2 separate regions of the Mus musculus genome follow, and region 2 is linked to region 1. Evidence: chromatin contacts called from public promoter capture Hi-C data. All regions are on one chromosome and are shown on one strand. The core of a region is the stretch at or near the end of the contact, and the rest is flanking DNA. Distances in the headings are between cores, read along the strand shown.

Evidence for each region. Promoter capture Hi-C pulls out the DNA fragments that hold promoters and counts their contacts.
Region 2: a promoter capture Hi-C map of liver shows a contact between it and region 1, with 6 times the contacts expected there. The contact joins the promoter of 2010001A14Rik here to the promoter of Ccdc69 in region 1. A contact is called at or near these places in 2 of 39 promoter capture datasets (hippocampal neurons and liver) and 1 of 115 datasets of contacts at active chromatin or transcription factors (embryonic stem cells).

The regions. Positions count from the first base shown.
Region 1 is chr11:55,075,604-55,080,269 of GRCm38.p6, forward strand. Ccdc69 (coiled-coil domain containing 69) reads right to left here and starts at 2,528. Exons shown (of 7, transcript NM_177471.4): 1 at 2,410-2,528. The coding sequence starts at 2,457.
Region 2 is chr11:57,799,505-57,804,170 of GRCm38.p6, forward strand. It overlaps 2010001A14Rik (RIKEN cDNA 2010001A14 gene), which reads right to left and starts at 1,963. Exons shown (of 4, transcript NR_131042.1): 1 at 1,730-1,963. It overlaps Sap30l (SAP30-like), which reads left to right and starts at 2,133. Exons shown (of 4, transcript NM_001081168.1): 1 at 2,133-2,785. The coding sequence starts at 2,588.

The sequences.
Region 1 (4,666 bases), core at 1,278-3,777:
CAAGCCTGGGGAGTTCTTATGAAGGCTCAGCTGCCCTCACTGCTGCTGGTCACCCCACTCTGCACAAGCCTCACATCCTGGCCTTTCTGAAGACTTTAAGCCCTTGGCTTTTATTGGGGGGAACTGCTGCCAAACTTCCCCACCCAAGAAGCCTTCCTCTCAGTCCGGGGAGGCTCTCCTGCAGCATGCCAGGCTAAATCTTGGCCTGGCTCCCAGTTGGCCCTCATTGCATTCCTAGGCACCTGCTCCATGCTCTGCACAGACGGCAGGGGGTTGGGTGGGAAGGGAAAGGCTAGATGTCAATGGAAGGAAGAAAACCAATCTCATATATATATTTATATATATATATGTAGTCCTGGTTCTCAATATGTAGACCAGGCTGTCCTCAAACTCACAAAGACCCACCTACCTTGGCCTCCTGAGTTCTGGGATTAAAGTTGTGTGCTACCATACCCAGCAAGTCTTCCATATTTTTTTAATTAAGAAAAACATTAAAAATTTGTATATATATAGGTGTTTTGCTTGCCACGTGCATGCTGGCTGCACAGAGACCAGAAGGTGTTGGATCTCATGGTACTGAAATTTCAGATAGTTTTGAGCTGCCATGTGGGTATTGGAAATTGAACTTGGGTCCTCTGGGAGAACAGCCAAGGCTCTCAACTACTAAGGCACCTCTCCAGCCCCCTAGCTGCCTCTGAGCAGCCATCCTACCATTCGGCTCTCATAGCCTCTCTGAGCCTTAGGGGCCACACCTGTAATGCGTGGAAGCTTCATTCTACAGCTCAACCTGGTCCCCAGGACCTTCCTGGCACAGAACAGGAAGTGAAAATATTTAGGGAGTGTCATTATTGTGGTCTGACTCTTGTGACCTCCTGAACCTCTATTCTAGAGTTCTATCTCCCAGGGGTATTGGCAGACTGTGTAGATATACCGGGTGCTCACGACTTGACACCCGCATTGGAAATTAAGCAAAAAGCACCAACCAGGAGGGTTAGGAACAGGTGGGAACTTAGCCAAAAAGCAGCCCACTATCCAGCTCACAGGCACCGTGAGCAAAAGAACCCAACGAAGCTGCACAGGCCCAAGGCAGACATGGAGGCCCTTTGAGGCAGCAAAGGTGAAGGGCTTTGCAGTTATCAAGAAGCCCTTAGAAGCCAGGTATGGTAGCCCAGGCCTATAATTTCAACATTAGGGAGGCTAAGTAAAATTGAAAGTTTGGGGCCAATCTAGGCTACATATTGAGAGCTTGTCTAAAAAATCTGAACAAAAACATCCAGCCTGCTGTGGTGGGGAGGCTGGTAATCCCAGCATTGGAGAGGCAGGTGAATTAGCAGTGCAAGGCCAGCTTTGGCTACACATTAAGTTTAGGACAGCCTGGGCTACACCAGACCCTGTCTCCAAAAGTGGGGATGGGGAGAAAAATAAAACAATGAAAAGTTAGTCCAAGTGCAGGGGAGGGTTCAGAGAACACACACACACACACACACACACACACACACACATTGACAAAGTTAGGGGTAGATAAACAGAGGTAACAGGAAGACTAATGAGCTGAAGTTCCTTGCAAAATTAATCATTTTCACAGTGGGGACTGATGAAGTTCACGGGCTGTCCATCCCCACAAGGGGTGGAGAGACTGGCAGACAGGAAAAAACGACTAGGACTCTAGAGTGCCTGTTTCCTTCTCTGGGCCCCCGGCTGTCCTCAGTGGATTTGGCCCTGAATCTAGGCTCTGACCTCCTGACGTTTCTCAGACCTCAAGGGGCAGAAACCTGAGTCAGTCTCTTGGGCTCTAACCCAGCTTCAGGGCTCTGGGGCGGGAGGGACAGGAAGGAGGAGAGAGCTGCAGGAGACTACAAATCAACTCCCACTTTGGCTCCTCCCAGCTACCCTAAGGGCAGCCCACGCACCGCTCAGTTCCCGCAGGAAGCCCTGACCCGCTTCCTAGGCTCTAAAGGGTGCAGTGATCCCAGGCGAAACTCGTTAAGAGGCAGCCTGTGTCTAGCAGCCCTTGGGCAGACCAGGGAGTTGAGGTTTCCAACAGGTCTCAGGTGATGCTGGTGCTGTCCGGCTGTGGACCTATCAGAGATTGCCGGCCTTAGACCTTAGCTCAAGGCGCAGAGAGGTTAAGAACTCTGTCCTCTACTACACAGTGACAGCCCCACACTGAAGGCCACCTGCCACGGACACACCAGTCACCTCCCCGCGGGGACAGCAGGGTCAGCTGCAGTTTGTCTGGGACTGAGTGTGTTAACTCGGCTTCTGATTGCCGGGTCGGGCGGAGACAGAGCACCCCCACCCCCGCACCCCAATCTCCATGACTGCCCCCCCCACTGCTGTCCATCTGGTGTCCTCTGCTGTCCCTCTGAGCGCCCCCCAAGCAGACCTCCGTGTGCGGGCTCCCGGTACCTTCTCTGCGCGCTTGCCGCGGCTGTGCCGGCTTTGCCTGCAGCCCATCCTGCTTCGCGCGTCCCGCTGGCTGTGACTCTCAACCGCCCGGAGCTGCAGCCGCGCCGGCTGCGCGCCTTAAATGCCGGAAGAGCAGGGCCTGCGCGGGGCCCCGGCCGAGCCGGGGCCGGGCCAGGGCAGGTGCCAGCGGCGCTCCACGCCAGAAGTACCTGAGGCCGGGGCAGGAGAGATCCCCAGGAGCCACAGATGGTTCTCAGGACCCTCTGATGAGAAAGAGCTGAGAGGGAAAAGAACGAAAACAATTAAACCAGGCGTTGTGGCACACGTCTGTAATCCCAGTTCTGAGGAGGTGGAGGCAGGAGGATCACAAGTTCGAGGACAGTCTGATATATATAGGGGGTTTAAGACCAGGCAGGGCTACATGATAACCTGTCATACAAAGGGAACGGGGTTGGAGAGAGATCTTAGCAGTTAAGAGTATTTTTCTGCCCTTCCAGGGAACTATGGTTCAACTCCAGACACCCACATCGGGTGGCTCAAAGATGCCTGTCCGGCTCCAGCACATGGGCCTTTTAACCTCTGAAGGCACTGAGGGTGAGTGCCTATAGACCCAGCACTTAGGAGGCTGAGGCTGGAGTTTCAGGAAGAGGCTACAGAGTAAGTAAGAGCTTATCTCAAAAACAAAACTAACCAAGCAAGCAACCAAAAGAACAAGCCAGCTGCAGGCTCAGTGGGAAAGGCAGTTGCCTGTGATGCCGACTTGAGCTCCATCCCCAGGCCCCACTTGGTGGAAGGAGAAAAGGAACATGCATGCCAAGGCTCACACACTGCATTACCCATTCATAACTAAATCTACATTTCCTGAGCTGAAAAGGCCAATCAATTTGCAGTTCCAGGAGCCTGAGGCAAAAGGACAACCACAAGTTGGAGGTCAGTCTAGGCTACAGAGTGAGCCCTTGTCTCAAAAGAAAATGAATTAAAATTATCTCAGTGAGTAAAGGTGCTTGCTACTAAGCTGATGACCTAAATTCAATTCCCAGGAAAAAGAGAGCCAACTCCTGAAATTTGTCCTCTGATCTCCATATGTAGGCCATGTGCACACATGTGTGCACACACACTCACTCTCCCCTCTTCAATAAACAAATGAATAAATGAAATAAAAGTATACTTCAGAGAGGGACAATGCTGGTAGCAAGGCCCAGAGCCCAGGTCAAATGCTCCCCCAAACCTGGCTTTTGTAACACCCCTGCAAATAAATGACACCCACTTTCATTGTAAGCTTTCCACAAGGCTGGGCCAATAGCTTTCCCCAGCTCACAAGATCTGTGTGACATAGTCTTCTCTCCTCAGGACAGACACTGCAAGCTTGCCAGATGCAGTGGGAATGGGGACAATAGGGTCAGAATCTAGGACAAGAGACTCCTTTCTATCTTCTTGGAGTGCTCACTGGGAGCTGCACGTGGGAAGGCGATAACAGCTTTGAAAGTCAGCGCTCCAGAGTACTGGGCACAGGTTAGAAAATCCGTGTCAGGGTCACAAACTCTCTGAAAGTTGTATTGAAGAAAGAGACCCAGTGCAATGAATAACACATTCAAGGCAATGACCCTCCAAAGAGCAGAAAACAATATTGAGCTGGGCATGAGGGCTTATATTTGTAGTTCAAACAGCAAGAAAGCTGAAGCAGGGGGTCACTGTGAGTTCCAGGCAAGCCTGGACTACATAATGAAACCCTGTGTCTTAGTCACTGTTTTATTGTTATGAAGAGGCACTATGAGTAAGGCAACTCTTAAAAACAGAAAGCATTTAACTGGGGGGTGGGGTGGGGTGGGCTTCTTACAGTTTCAGGAGCTTAGTCCATTATCATGGCAGGGAGCATTTAAAGGCACTGGAGCGATAGCTGAGAGTGTTACATCCTGATGGACAGATGGGGCGGGGAACAGGGCTGGACATGGGCTTTTGAAATCTCAAAACACTCCCCCAATGACACACCTCCTCCACAAGGCCACACCTCCTAATCCTTCCTAAACAGTTCCACCAACTGAAACCAAACATTCAAATCTTTGAACCTATGGGGCCATTCTCATTCAAACCACCACAGAAATGCTTAGTAAGGCAGCCAAAGTGTGGGGCAGGTGAGAAGGCTCAGTGGATTAAAAGGGTTCACTACTCAATTCAATCCCCAGAACCCACATGATGGAAGGAGAGAAGTGACCTTCCCCTGCAAGCTGTCCTCTGACCCACACATATATGCCATGGT
Region 2 (4,666 bases), core at 713-3,212, 2.7 Mb after region 1:
CCTCGTTTTGTTTTGTTTGAAACAAGGTCTCACATAGCCCAGGCTAGCCTCAAGTTCAATAAGAACTCCAGATCCCGCTACACACTTCCCAAGCAGTGGCATAGCAGGTGTGGACCACCGTGGAGCGCTCATTACTCAGCATTGACAAGGCGTTGTCAAGCGCTCGGAGATCTTTGCTACAGAGTTGCTGGTGAGTTTTAACACTTTCTGAAGATGTTTAATTTTGCTTCACCTCTTCTCGTTTGTAACTTTTAGAGTATTTTTTATAAGCAATTTCGTAATGGACACATTTTGTTTTGTTTTGTTATTTTGAGACAAGGTCTCACAAAACCAAGACTGACTTGCGAGCTATGTAGTCAAGAATGATCTTGAGGGGCTGGAGAGATGGTTCAGCGGTTAGGAGCACTGACTGTTATTCCAGAGTTCAATTCCTAGCAACCACATGGTGGCTCACAACCATCTGTAGTGGGATCTGATGCCCTTTTCTGGTGAGTACAAAGACAGCTACAGTGTATTCATATCCATAAAATAAATAAATAATTCTTTTAAGAAAAGAGAGAGAATGCCCTTGAACTTCAGATCTTCCTGCTGAAAGGTGGGACTACAGGCCAGTGCCGCCACATCCTGTTTAAGTAGTAATGTGGAACAAATCCAGAGCCTCGAGTGTGCTGATCCACTCTGCCACCAAATTACAGCCTCAGCCCCCACAGTGGCCTTAAATTTTTATCTGGTAGGTGTATTTTCTAACATACTGTCTCCTGTGTGAAATTAATAAAAGTAAACTGTACAAACGCACTTTTAGACCTCTGGAGAGAATTTAAGAGCTTTCCGGACACCCATCCCATAACCATACCTCTCCCCCACAACACTACTGACTGTAGGACCCGACCCTCAGAAAATTCCCTGTGTCCTTGCATCAAGGACGAGGTGACACCCTGGTCTTGGCAGGGTGCGGTGGCCTCCTCCCGGGTTGGTCTGAGTTAGCTTGAAGCAATAAAACTACAAATCAGTCTCTAACAAGTCTGAAGGTGAGTCCTCCGTTGGTGGCCTAAGGGCTTTTCACCTTTGCCTCAGCCCACAAAGTCCACCCTGAAGATCAACCCAGGCCAGGGTTGCTCTGACGCTGGGCTCTCCTCCTTAAGTCCCTTCTTCCTTGGTGCCCGCTGTACTCAAAGATTTCTAGTTCACCTGTCCGACCTCTCCTGTCTCTCAGTGCCTCTTTACGCGCATATGCACTTCCTCGTTAGCTTCATGTCCCACACCATGCACCCTGTCTCCCGCTGCCGCGTAGATCCTCCAGCCCAGGCTTTTCCGTTTTGCCCAGTCTGTTCTCCTGGCAGCACTTTCTCCCTAAGGTCTCCTTCCCATACCCTTCCCTTGTCCCTCAGTTTTCCTCCGCACGTCGATGCTTCAGTCCACTGCGAACGTGATCTCTGCTGCAAGTCTGTCCCTGCTTCCCGCAGACCCCACTCAACATAGGAGACCTTGCGGCCTGTCAGATCCGGCTTAGCATTTCGTTCCATAACCGGCTTGCTCACAACCCCACTATGGAGCCGGACCTCTGCTCAGGATCCCGCGCTGGGATTGGGAACCTGCTCAACATCCCATCCCGGAATGGAGACCCTGCGACCCTCCATATCCCGCTCAGCACCACTCCCTGAGGTGGAGGCCCCGCGTCCCTCCTGACCTAACACAGCATCTCGCCCCAGAGCCAGAGGACCTCGCTCACCATTCCTGGCCCGGACCAGGACATCTTGCATTCTTCCAGACCCCGTTCAGCATCCCTCGCGGAGCGAGGTCCCTATTTACCATCCTAACGGCCTAGAACATCCTGCATCCCTCCAGACCCATCTCAGCATCCCACTCCACAACCAGGACTAAACCTGCGGCCCGCTGTCCTCTCTAGCCCGGGTAACTCTTCCCTCTTGCACTTTCTCTACTTTGAACCCATCCCAGCAGAGTCCAGGAAGTAGCCTGGCACCGGAGACCGGCAGCGATGGCGCCCAATGGGAACTGCCAGCGGCGACGTGGGCCCCGCCTACATAAAGAATACGACCATTGAGCGCACAGAGGCGGGACTTCCGCTGTGCCGCGGCGGGCGGGGGAGCGCACTGTTGTGGTGCGGCGCGTCGGGCGGGCGGCGGCCGGGGCGGCCCAGGGGCTGCCGCGGGGACTCGGGGCGCCGCCGAGCGGCCAGGCGCTGGGGCGGCCCGAGCACACCGCGGGGCCCGGACACGGCAGGTTCGAGGCCGGGCCCCCGCGCGGGGAGCCACGGGGTGGAGACTTTGCCGCGCGGCGCGGAGCAGGCGGGAGCCGGCGGGGGCCTCGGGAGCCCCAGGGCGGCCGGGCCCGGATCCCGGGGGAAGCCTCGTGAGCCCCGGCCGGAGCCTCGGCGTGTGCATCCCCGCCGGGGCCCGGGCTGCAGGAGCACAGAGCAGCCGGGCCTCGCGGAGCTCGGAGCGCGCCTGACCCAGGGCGCACCGTGGGACCCGGGCGCGGGGCTGGCGAAGAGCTGCCCCGCGGGGCTAGCAGCCGCGGAGTGGCCTACAGGGGTCCTCCCCCGGAGGGGCCGGGCCGGGGCGGGGAGATGAACGGCTTCAGCACAGAGGAGGACAGCCGCGAAGGGCCCCCTGCCGCCCCCGCCGCCGCCCCGGGCTACGGCCAGAGCTGCTGCCTCATCGCGGACGGCGAGCGCTGCGTCCGGCCCGCGGGCAACGCCTCCTTCAGCAAGAGGGTGCAGAAAAGCATCTCGCAGAAGAAACTCAAGCTGGACATAGACAAGAGCGTGAGTCTCGGGGCATAGCGCAGGGCCGCGGGAAGGGACCCCGGGGACGCTCCGCGCGGTGGGCCTCGCCGCGCAGTCTGTGCAAAACAGGGGACTCAGGTTCTTGGAGGCCGCTCGGTGCTCCGCGACGCTGCCCGCGTCCCCGAGGGTGGGCTGGGAAACCAGGGAGGGCTTGGCACACTCTCCCTGCCTGGGAAAGCGACAGCAGTTTCCAGCTGTCACTGTTGCGCCGAATAGCAGAGCAGAGAGAGGTGGGTTACTTTTGCAAGAATTGGGCAAAAGAGGTGACAAGGGAACCGGGAGGATCTTCTCCAACTTCGTCCTCCCTCCAGGGACCTTGTCGCTCTTTCAGACACTAGCAAGGTGGCCGCGACTTTCCTGTCTGCCGCGGCCTCCGGTCTCTGCAGCGCAACACAGAGCCCGCTTCGCTGGCAGCGAATGAGTTTTTCTGAGATGTGGCAGAAATAAGGCCAAGGCCGGGTCTTAAATGATTTGCTGTGGATGTGATTGAAGGGGGCGGGGAATCAGCTTTCTTGCGGGGATTAGCATCTTTGGTAATGCCGTTGGAGGTGGAGAGGTGCAAATTTAAAATGGAATGAGATTGCCCTATGCCTTGTGGCTAATTATAAGAAACTTCCTGAGTGATTTCACCTACTCTGGTCCTCAAGATGTGCCTACTGCCAACCGGTTAAGAACTTTTCAGTTTGACATCTGTTGCTGCAAGCCCTGAGTGGCAGCTTCCAGGTTAGGAATTGAGACTGAGTTAAGGAACTTCTCATATTCAGGAGTTTGAATGATTACTGTTCAACGGTTTGGGGAAATCAGACATTGCTTGGTAGCGGGAAAGGGAGCCGATCTTTACACTTCTGATGTGGCAGAAACTGAGGCTGGGGGCGGGGGGGTAGGAAGCAATGGCGCCAAGAGCACACTGCACTTAAAAGCTGGCTAATTTCCTAAGCCCACTTATTGCCTGGCTTGCTTCCAAACCTTACACCCAGTTTTCATTCGTCTATAATAAATAAGATCATCATCCTTTCTTCTAGACTCTTCTCTTGCACACTCAGTTTTATTTAGTCAACCAGTAGAATCCAGCTCATTTGAAATCGTGCTGGGTTTTGTTTTTTGTTTTTTTATGATTGGGACCTTCCTTTTTACAAATGTCTTGTCAGTAAATAAATGAGTGAGTGAATGAATGAATGAATGAGATTACTCTGAAGCAAAGCTGGCTAAACCCTCAGGTGTCCCCTGCTAATCACACATGGGAGTGAAAGTGATCCCGAGACTGGGGATGAGTTTATCCACATGGAAACGGTGCCTGCCTCCCGTGTGGGCTGCTGGCAGTGCTCACATCTGGATGGTTTTGTTGTTGCAGTAAAGACTCCATTTATCCACTCACCCCATGGGGAAGCCATGTGGAGCAGTGTTGAGCATGTCGATGTCACACACACTCACACACACATCATCATCATCTGGAAGAAAGGCCCCCTCTGCCCTGTACTAGCATCCCCAAAGGCAGTACTTGGGAAGGCTTGTGGTTAGATGTGCGGCCTTAGTCCATTTCAAGGTGGTAGTACAGAGTCATTATCTCTGAAACAGTTTCTATTTCATTCCACAGATGGGCAGGAATTCAGTCCCAAGTAAGTGCTGTGTTACTAGAATGTCTAGCTGTTGTAGCAAGTGAAACAGGAAAGAAAAAACAAACAAACAAACAAACAAAAAAACCCAGACAACCACAGTGAGCCTTTGCTTCCACCCTAAGGCCCCCACCTCACCCACAAAAGCCCCTGAGTCCTGAGATTGCTGAAAAGCAGATTAGACTTGAACATGGTTAAGGACAGAGAATAGCTGTCTGGTAAAAGGATCTGGCAAAAGCCCTTTTAA